Regions from separate parts of the Hordeum vulgare genome. Here all the other regions are linked to region 3. Evidence: chromatin contacts called from public Hi-C data. All regions are on one chromosome and are shown on one strand. Each heading gives the region's core, a stretch centred on a gene start, on an enhancer-like site or on the middle of the called end of the contact. The rest is flanking DNA. Distances are from core to core; before and after follow the strand shown.

Evidence for each region. A called contact is a pair of places that touch in the nucleus more often than the background predicts.
Region 1: a Hi-C map of leaf shows a contact between it and region 3, with 4 times the contacts expected there. The contact joins the promoter of LOC123396566 here to the promoter of LOC123399773 in region 3. A contact is called at or near these places in 2 of 6 Hi-C or Micro-C datasets (leaf and seedling).
Region 2: a contact with region 3 is called in a Hi-C map of leaf, with 2.5 times the contacts expected there. The contact joins the promoter of LOC123395993 here to the promoter of LOC123399773 in region 3. A contact is called at or near these places in 3 of 6 Hi-C or Micro-C datasets (leaf and seedling) and 1 of 1 datasets of contacts at active chromatin or transcription factors (embryo).

The regions. Positions count from the first base shown.
Region 1 is chr5H:365,584,668-365,587,906 of MorexV3_pseudomolecules_assembly, reverse strand. It overlaps LOC123396566, which reads left to right and starts at 1,554. Exons shown (of 1, transcript XM_045091468.1): 1 at 1,554-3,239. The coding sequence starts at 2,070.
Region 2 is chr5H:365,659,507-365,662,479 of MorexV3_pseudomolecules_assembly, reverse strand. It overlaps LOC123395993 (putative FBD-associated F-box protein At5g56390), which reads right to left and starts at 1,493. Exons shown (of 3, transcript XM_045091018.1): 1 at 203-1,493; 2 at 1-100. The coding sequence starts at 1,321. It overlaps LOC123395884, which reads left to right and starts at 2,331. Exons shown (of 1, transcript XM_045090913.1): 1 at 2,331-2,973. The coding sequence starts at 2,733.
Region 3 is chr5H:365,809,716-365,812,955 of MorexV3_pseudomolecules_assembly, reverse strand. LOC123399773 (SEC14 cytosolic factor-like) reads left to right here and starts at 1,296. Exons shown (of 11, transcript XM_045094156.1): 1 at 1,296-1,616; 2 at 1,744-1,772. The coding sequence starts at 1,562.

The sequences.
Region 1 (3,239 bases), core at 305-2,804, 230 kb after region 3:
ATGGAGCTGTGACAGGGGTGTTGATTGTCCAAAGTGGCTAAGGTGATTTTGATCAACTGTCGCTGACGAGTCTATTGATGTATCTGATGGGATTCTATAACGTTAATGGATCCCTTTATCATAATATTGCCAAGTACCAAATCTTTATCATAATATTGCCAAGTACCAAATCTGATTTTTCTTGACGGGGAGAGGTGATAAACAAAAATATCACATGAACAAATGGTTGGAGATTTATAAACCCAAGGACCAGGGAGGTCTTGGGATTATTTCATCCAAACGGATGAATATTGCACTCCGGTGAGGGGGCCTATAGTTGGATATTGTGCGGGCGAAGTACCTACGTGGACAGCCTCTGGCGTTCGCCTCTAGGTCTGAGGGATCGCAGTTCTGACGGTCCATTGTGCGGTTGTTTCCGGTCCTACGGATAGGCTCATCTATTAACGTAGGGAGGGGCAACTCTACGTTATTTTGGCTTGACCGATGGTGCGGCCCACATGACTTCGCCTTTCATTTCCAACCGCTCTTCTGCATCTACGTGCAACGATTCATCTCCGTTGCAGGTGCGCTACCCAACCTTGTGGGTATCGCATTCACGAGGTCCTTCGGTTTCGTTGAGCGGGACCTCTGGGACGAGTTAGTCCAGTGTGTAGCCTTACACACTCCGTCCCTGGAGGACGATGTTATTCATTGGCGGCTTGAGCCTAATGGACGGTTCACCACCAAATCTCTGTATCAGACAATCTTGCCAACTCCGGGGCCGATCTAATTGAATATCTTATGGGAATTCAAGTTGCCGCTAAAAATACGTATATTCTTATGGCAGCTGGTGCATGGACGGATCCCTTCTGGGACCGAAGTGCTGAAGAGACATGGACCGTCCGACGGAATGTGTCCTCTGTGTATGGTCGCTGAGGACTGTAACCACATCTTCTTCACTTGCCCTGCTGCTAGGTTCTTGTGGAGTTGCTTGCGGGAGGCAGTTGGTGGCAGTTGGTGCATCGACAACCTTCCCGAGGTGTTTGCCGAAGTGCTTCGGTAGCACGACGCTGCTGTGAGACTGATCCTCTGGGTCACCATCGGTGCCCTCCTCTGGACCTTATGAAATGCTCGTAATAAGCTTGTGATCAAGCATGTTATCACTTTCCGTGCTACTGATGCAATTTTCAAACTGTGTGGTTTTCTATAGCTATGGCGTCCGCTTAGTCGGCGCAATGACCAACTCTCCATCGACATGATTGCAACTGCATTGAGTGGAGCTGCCGCACGCATGTCATCCAGCTCAACCCCGCGGCTTCGTCCTCTTCCTGACCCGGATTAGCCTAGTTGCTCTTATTTTTGTCGTGGAGATTATTGTGCTGCTCCCCAACAAAACTTCGTACTTTCCGGTTGTACTTTGGCCATGGCTGTATGCTTTATGACGTTGGCTGGGATGCATTGAATTCTAGGATGTCTTGTATGTTTTGATCGAGGCTTTATAATATTTTTTTTGTCAAACAGATTTTCAGAGAGAAATGGAAGTTGAATTTGAGCATTTGACTGATATTTGATCAAGGAATTGCGATGACATCACCACAAAGTAAGACGAATAACTAGAAAAAGAATTAAATACTACGGAGTACAAGCAAGCTAGAGGTAAGTCGTCACAAACTAAAACTAAGCAGCATGAAATTGGAAATATAGACCAAAATTCGATCCAGAGAAGGACCCAAGCCAAGTGGTTAAGAGTCCCATGCTACCAAATAAGCAGAGAACTACGTATTTCCCACCAGACATGAACAACCAGCCGGACAAAGGTGTCATGTTCAATTTCCCCTTTTCTCTGTATGATCATACATCATGGCAAGGCAATCCAGAGACGAGCGCCATTATTGATTAGATAAATAGAGTTCTGGCCTGTTTCTGCTGTCCACTATCGATCAGCAAGAATGTTAGCAAGAATCCTTACTGATGTCTGTCACATTCTTTGTCGCCAATATGTCTCCAGTCCCAACCGGGAACTACGTAGTTAACTCCCTCTTGTAACATAAAACTAAGCCGTGAACATTCGATTGGGAAATCAAATCGCGATGGAGGGCGATCAGCTGAGCAGCTCCCTGGCCGGTCACCACCACAGCATCGACATTGACATCGCAGCGGAGGCGAAACCATTGGACGCCGTCGACGGCGAGGCCGGGCGGAAGTGGCTGCGCAAGCTCACGTCGGCGACGGTGAACAAGGCCGTGATGAGGGACCTCATCGCGCGGACGCCCATGTTGTGGTACCTCGCCGAGCGCTCGGGCACCATCCTCCGCCCGCGCACCCGGCGCGTCGCGGGCGCCGAGGCGCTCCACGCGGTGCGCGCCGTGGCCATCGGGCCGTTCCACCGCGGCGACCGGGGCCTCCCCTTCCCCGACGACGCCAAGCTCCCGTTCATGCGGTACCTGCAGGAGCAGTGCGGGCTCGACGTCGACGCCTACGTGGCGGCGCTGTCGGGAGAGCGCGACCGCCTCCGCGACGAGTTCGCCGACGACGACGCGGACGCGGGGGTGGACAAGGCGCTGCTGGACGACGAGGAGAATTTCCTGCAGATGCTGCTCCTGGACAGCTGCTTCGTCCTCGTCGTGAGCATGATGCTCAGCAAGGCCGGCGTCGGCGAGGACGCAGACAGCGCGGCGCGGGCGGCGTCCATCAACAGGGAGTACTTCATTCTCTACATGGCCGTGGCGCAGCACGCCGAGCAGATCAAGCTCGACATGCTAGTGCTCGAGAACCAGGTCCCCTTCGCCGCCGTCAAGCTGCTGGTCGCCTCCTGCGGCAGGCTGAAGCTCCGCCACTCCGTCGAGGAGGTGGTGCTCGGCTGCTTCGACGACATCTGCCCAAAGCGGGCGTGCCTCGCCCGCGACGCGGCGGGCGCGGAGTTCCACCACGTCCTGCACCTCTTCCACTGGTCCCGCGTGCCGGTTAACAAGTACTGCATCCTCTCCACGCCGCTGAAGCTCCTCAAGATCAAGAAGGAGTCGGAGCGGCTGTTCCCCTGCTCCGTGGAGCTGCGGCACTCGGCGGTGTGGTTCCGGCAGGCGGCGGCGTCGACCTGCCAAGGCGATCTCGACATGTCGTTCTGGAGCCGGCCGGCGAGCCCCGTGGCGGTGATGAGCATCCCGTGCTTCCACGTCCACGAGTACAGCGCGGCGGTGCTGTACAACATGCTGGCCTTCGAGATGCGCTTCCACTGGGCGCACGGCGCCTGCGTGACGACG
Region 2 (2,973 bases), core at 244-2,743, 150 kb after region 3:
TCATCAACTCAATAACTGTATCCAGACTAAGAGTTCCCATCTGTACAGCTAAAATCTTGACTGTGCGCACTGCCGTTGTCAGCTTATCAACACGTGGTCCCTTTATCAAGAATGAAGGAAACATTACTCATGCATGGACAACTCAAGTGATATGTGATTTTTGTACATACAGCACTGCAATCGAGAAGCTTCAGGAAGGTACCTTAATAACTGTGGAGCCAAACACGAACATGGGGAGACGATCCTGATCTGAGTTACGAAACCCACCAGAAATGCCGCTTAAGCTCTCCGCCAATGTAGGCAAGGTGATATCAGAAAGGCAGCCTAAGGTCTGCAACCTAGGCGCGGAGACTATTGATACATGGATACCAATGGAAAAATCAAGATGGAGTAACCTCTCAAGACAAGGGGTATTCTCAATGATGAGTTCCTGAAACAAATGGCATCCAGGACGCACAGCGATGCTTATAAGGCTAAGGGAGTTGATCCAGACGCTGCGGAAGCCTGAGCATCGGTCGATCAGCAAGCACTCCAGAGCAGGTGTGCATCCGGCAATCAAGCTGTGCAGCGAGAACTCCGTGATGCGGACAGTATCAAGCCCGAGCTGCTTAAGCAGGGGAAAGTGAAGCCCTTGGACGATGTCGTCAGGGAGGCTGCATTTTCTCAAGGTGGCAACACAGAGGGTGGCCGAGAAGCGGAATGTGGACGCTGGCATCGGGGTAATCCATACAGTAGAGCCGGTCTCAAGCTCCTGCAATTTGTCCAGAGCGGCGGACCGGAGCCAGGCGTCGAGGGTAGCTTCCGCGGCGCGGAGGAAGCGCGGTTCGATGCAGAAGCGGCGGCCGGGCCCCGGGTGGGAGGAAAGGATGTGCGAGATGACGGCAATGCGGGTGTCGTTGTAAGGGGGCAAGCAGCCGGAGGGGAACTCACGGTAGTCTAGATTCAGAGGGGCGGAGCGCCAGACGTGGCGCCACCGGGACGCGAGGATCTGGGTGCGGGCGCCGTCCTTGACGGGGAGGAGGGAGACGATGTGGCGGAGGTTATCGTCGTGGAGGTTGCTGATGCGGTCGACGGCTCCTCCGTCTACCTCCCCTCCGGCGGGCGGTTTGTCCGTCGACCTAGATTTCGGATCTGGCGCCCCCGCCGGCGGTGCTAGAACCTCTTCGTGGATGACCAGGCCCACTGCTGCCGTCGGCACCTGTTCACGGCGCTGGTGTCCCGCTAGCTTCCTCTTCTTGGAAGTATTAGGACCGGAACCGTCCGCCTTCGTCTCCTTGGCCGGCGGAGGCGGCTGGCGCCGCGGCCGCAGACCATCTCGCATGGTCGAAGGAGGCTACGGTTTGGTTTCTCGGGAAGCGGAAGGGGCAGGGCGGTGCGGAGGGGCAGTAGGAGAGAGGACAGGAGTCGCCGGAGCTGAGCGGAGGAGTTCTTTTCTTTGCGCGAAAAGCTGAGCGGAGGAGCTGTGTAGATGCTGCCGCACCATGGTAAACACGAACACGGACTGAGATCCAGTGACATGACAGTGACTTCATGTCACGCTGCAACTTTACCCTTCTAATCTCGGTCCAATTAACATCTTACGGTTCAGATCACACAAGGGGAAAGACCCACAGCACTTAGTTTTCAGCCTAGCAGCAAACAACAATACACACTAGCTACAAACAACGATGCAGTGGCACTTGAATTCAGTTTTATTTAAACAGATTAAAACTCAAAAAATAAAGAACTGAAGTTGACACCGAATCAAAATTGAATAGATTATACGGTAGTGCATTATGCAATCAAAGTTGAATAAACCAATTGCAGTTGACACCAAATCCGATAGAACATGATATTAAAAGGCCACAGCGCATAATGTCCGAATGTTACATCAACAAGTACCAACGTTGAATAATCATTTACACAAACATGTCATTTCACTTGTACATTTAAGCCAAAAAAGACTAAGGGACCCCCAAAATACTGTTGTTAACACTGTCCAAAATACTACCTAACAATTTTAAAGATACTAAATCATATCATCATAAAGATATCAAAAGAGAAGCCCGCGAAGTATTTTCTTCAGCCCGCCCTCGTCGAAAACTGCTAAGTGCTGAGGTCGTTTGCCTTTGTATGATCTGGACTTAGGATGCGAATTGGACGGAGATTAGGAAGGTAAAGTTGCAGCGTGACTCCATGAAGTGAAGTTACTGGATCTCGGTCCGGTAACACACTCGTCATGAGGGCATTTGGCCATTTGCCACATACTCTCGCATTTGATTATTTGCTCCGCATTACTTGGTCTTCGATTAAGCATCAACCTGCAAATTTGGGTCGGCCGCGAACGCGTCGGCGGACAATGACCGTGCATGCTTTAAATTTTTTTATTTACAATCATAAACTTTATTCTTTTGGAAAACGTTTAAAATCATCTGACTGATCTCTCTTCCTCGTAAGCCTTCTTCTCCGAGCGCCACGTGCCCAGGTTGTCCACCGCTTTCTCCTTCTCCCAATCAGCCAACCTTATCCTATCTCTAGTTCTCTACCTCTACGAAGCTGCTCCTCCACACATTTTTCTTTCTGGTCTCTTTTTCTTGCATCCATCGCGAGACGAGAGGAGTCACGACCAGCACTACCAAAACAACTAGGAATTAGAAGAATTGGACATCGGCCATTGGCATTAGCAGTCGAAGCTCCTCGGTTGCATCGTTGGAGGCGGCAAAGCTGCAAAGAAGCGTCCATGGAGGGGAGCCATGGCGAACACCACCACAGCGGTAGGGGGTCCGAGGTTTGCAGTTGGCGATGCAAAACGGCGCTCGTGGACGAGAGCCACGAGTCAGTGCTGCAAAGAAGCAGCTCGTCCACGACAACTAGGATGCAACACAAAAACTTGTCCACGGTCGTTGCGCTGCATTGCAACCTCGATTGCGCTGCAATGCAGCCTCGTGCTCTCACGGAGGAGCGCTCGTCGACGGCGGGGAAGCTGCAATGGAG
Region 3 (3,240 bases), core at 47-2,546:
TGATTTTATTTGCTGGAGGTAACAGCACGACAGAGTTGTGATGCTGGATGTGCGCCTGTGCCCTGGCTCATGCTAATTTGTGGGGAATGAGAACTCAAATTTATGGAAGTACAGTCAGTACGAATGACCTGAATTTGCAATGTTACCACCGTACCTAAAAGTTTGTGCTTTTGAAAATTTAGGCTATGGCAGCCAGGTTACAAGGGTGGGAGAAAAACAACAATCCAAACGGAAGCTGGGAAGCGGAATGGAAATACAATCATGACATGTATTCTGATTGTAGGCTAGTATAATACAAGTGTAAAATATTACAAGTGTAGAAAAAAACAACGTTCCAAACGCAGCCTTATATATGTGTGCAGCTTTGTCTACAAGGGATGGTGCGCCGCTTGCAAAAATTGTGTGGCCTTACCCATATGATCATGAAGGTAGACCGACCAGAGATGGTTGATCTTTAAAACACTCGTCACAATTCTCGTTCGGTTATGTCTCTTATTTTTTTCACAATTGAAGAGCTAGCTAGATATTTTCTATTATTTGACATTTAACATGTAAATCTTTCAATGAATGTTCCAGCGCATCTTTGCGCCAAGCGCGCTTGCATACTGAACGTGGCCAAGAGGTAGCACGATGAGACTCCTGGTTCCCTAGTGACAAGTCTTGCCTAATTGTACGAGAGATGCCTTTGTTTGAATAAAGCTTTCCAAATTGGCCGAAGAAAAAAGAAATGCGAACTACAGTGCAGCTTTCGGCCTAACAGTGGAACAGTCGGTTCCACGTGTTTATACTCGGCCTCACGAGGTCAGACAGCAGTGCACGTACTCCCAACACAAAAGCATCGGCCTGACGTGTTTGTTTTTAGAGATTTTTTGATGTAAGGACTAAAAGAAAGTCTAAAAAAATCTCATGTGAAACAAATAGGAGGAATTTTTAGGAACTAAAAGGGGTATTTGAGACTATTTGGAAAAGTCCCTGTGGAGGGTCTTTTTGACTTTTTTGACACTTTTTTCAACAATGTACCTACTTTTAACATGTCATTGGGTAACATCGTCTTTTTGCATGTCATTTAATGACTTCTAGTCCCTATTTAGTCGTTGGAAACAAATGGATAGGGACTAGAGACTTTTAAGTTAGGATTAAAAAAAGTCCCGGAGTTCTCAAACAAACAGGCATGATTAACGAGACGCAGCTGCAGTAACAGCGGTGGTTACCAGCCGCTTTTACAGAAAAGCAGCAAGCCTAAGCCAACTTAAACCCCGAAATAAACAAGCGAGGAAACGAAAATAAAACGGGCTTTGCTGTCCCTTTCCTCCTCCTTCTTAAGCAGCAGCGCCTTCCTCCTGCTCCTCCTCCCCCTCAGCCCCCACGCATACGCACCGTGCAGCGGGAGCAGAGCGCCGCAGCGTCACCTCGGACCACCGAGGGCTGCTGGCAGGCAGGGGGGGGAGCTCAAAAGGCAAACAAGACTCTCTCTCTCTCTGCTTTCTCCCCGTTTGAGGTTTGACCTCTCCTCCAGCTCCAGAGGCCCCCCGCAAGTCTCTCGCGACGACCGTCGCCGGCAATGGCGGCCGCCTCGGAGGAGTCCGTCAAGCAGTTCTCCGCGCTCATGGAGCAGCGTGAGTCATCTCTTGCTCCTCCCTTTTCCATCGTTCGTTTCAGGGAAGGGAATGGAATGAAAGCGGGCCTTTCTTCCCTCTTTCCATTGTTCTTGCTTCGCTGAGATGCGCCCTTGCTTTCCTGCAGTGGAGGAGCCGCTCAAGACCACATTCCAGGTGCCGATCTGCTCCGCCGTCCGCCCTTGCTGGATCTCTCTTCACTCTGCTGCATATTTTTTCCCTGTTTTGGTGCTGACGTCGCCGGACATGCGTCGGTCGTAGCTGAATTACGTCTAGATTGTGCCTCTGTTGTCGTGTGCCGGTTTCCATTCCCGGTGGATTTTTGGGGTTGCTTGCCGCGCGGCCTTCTCGTTTCGCTCGGTTCGTCCTTAGGCAGATTCGCTGGCTTCGTAGCAGCTGGTTAATGTTTGGATCTTGCAACTTGTCTTCCTCTCCAGAGCTCAGCCGAGGTTTCGATTAGCCTTGTTCTTGCTTCAAAATTTCGATCAAATCCGAGAGATTTTCTTTGCCATGTGACTTTCTCTTAGCTCATTCCTTGCTCCCGTTCGTAAGAAAAACATCTTGTCCCGCCACTTGTTAGCAGATGATGAAACGTTTTGGATCTTCAACAGCTTATTATACTTTGTGATTCCGAGCTTAATTGTGCTTCTGGTTCTGTTTCTTGCTTCAAATTCTCTTATTAGTTCTTATCATGTCACTTCGGTGTTTTTAGCAAGGACCCTTTCCTTTCCCCCACCCATACAGCTGACGTTTGTGTGCCCTTCGTCACCATGATAGAGATCCGTAGCTAAACTATGCTTTCGGATCACTTCTTATTTCATTTTTTTATTCGCGTCAGTGGCATGGAGACATTTTTCTTTCCTTCTCATTAGATGTGGGAGGCGCCAGCACTTTCCTCGATCTAAAAAAGCACCACTACTTCCGTTAGGTCCTAATTGCGATTTCGGTACTTATGCTATGGACGGGAAGAAGAAGAAGAAGAAGAAAAAAAGAACGAAAGAAAGCAGCTTTGGTACATCAGACACAACTGTTTTGTCGGTGCGGCGCCTCCCATGTTCGTTGTTTGGAGCTCCAACGCTGTTTTCCTTTGTATTCAAGTCGTGCCTGCCGGCTTGCTGGAGTGTTGCTTCCAAGCACGCTACTAGAATGGACAAAGACCTTGCGAGGTCAAGCACGCCACGAGCCCATGATCGCACTGGTAGGAGAGCTAGCTAAACTGTGCAGTCTGCACCGTTTACTACTCCACACGCGAGGACTAAACTAAACTTTGGCTACCATACGTATCCAGGCAGCGTGTGGAGCTAAGCGGGCGCGAGTTAATGGCCGGAGAAGTTGCCGTCGTTTGATCTTGACGCACCTTGTTTTTATGTGTTCTTGACTGTTCGTGGGGGGGAGGTCTGAATCGGCGATTTGGACTTTTACTCGGTCCATGACAAGTCCTTGTCCTGATGAGTGTGATCGCCTTCGTGGACCTGTTTGGATGCGCTGATGGGTCGCAATTCGACATCTCCACTGAGAAACAACAGTTTCCTTTATTTTCTTATCTCTTCTGCGCGGTGGGATCACGATATCGGTAGCGCCTTTTTCATGATTTTTATACCGTATAGTGTTGCGTTGCCGACCG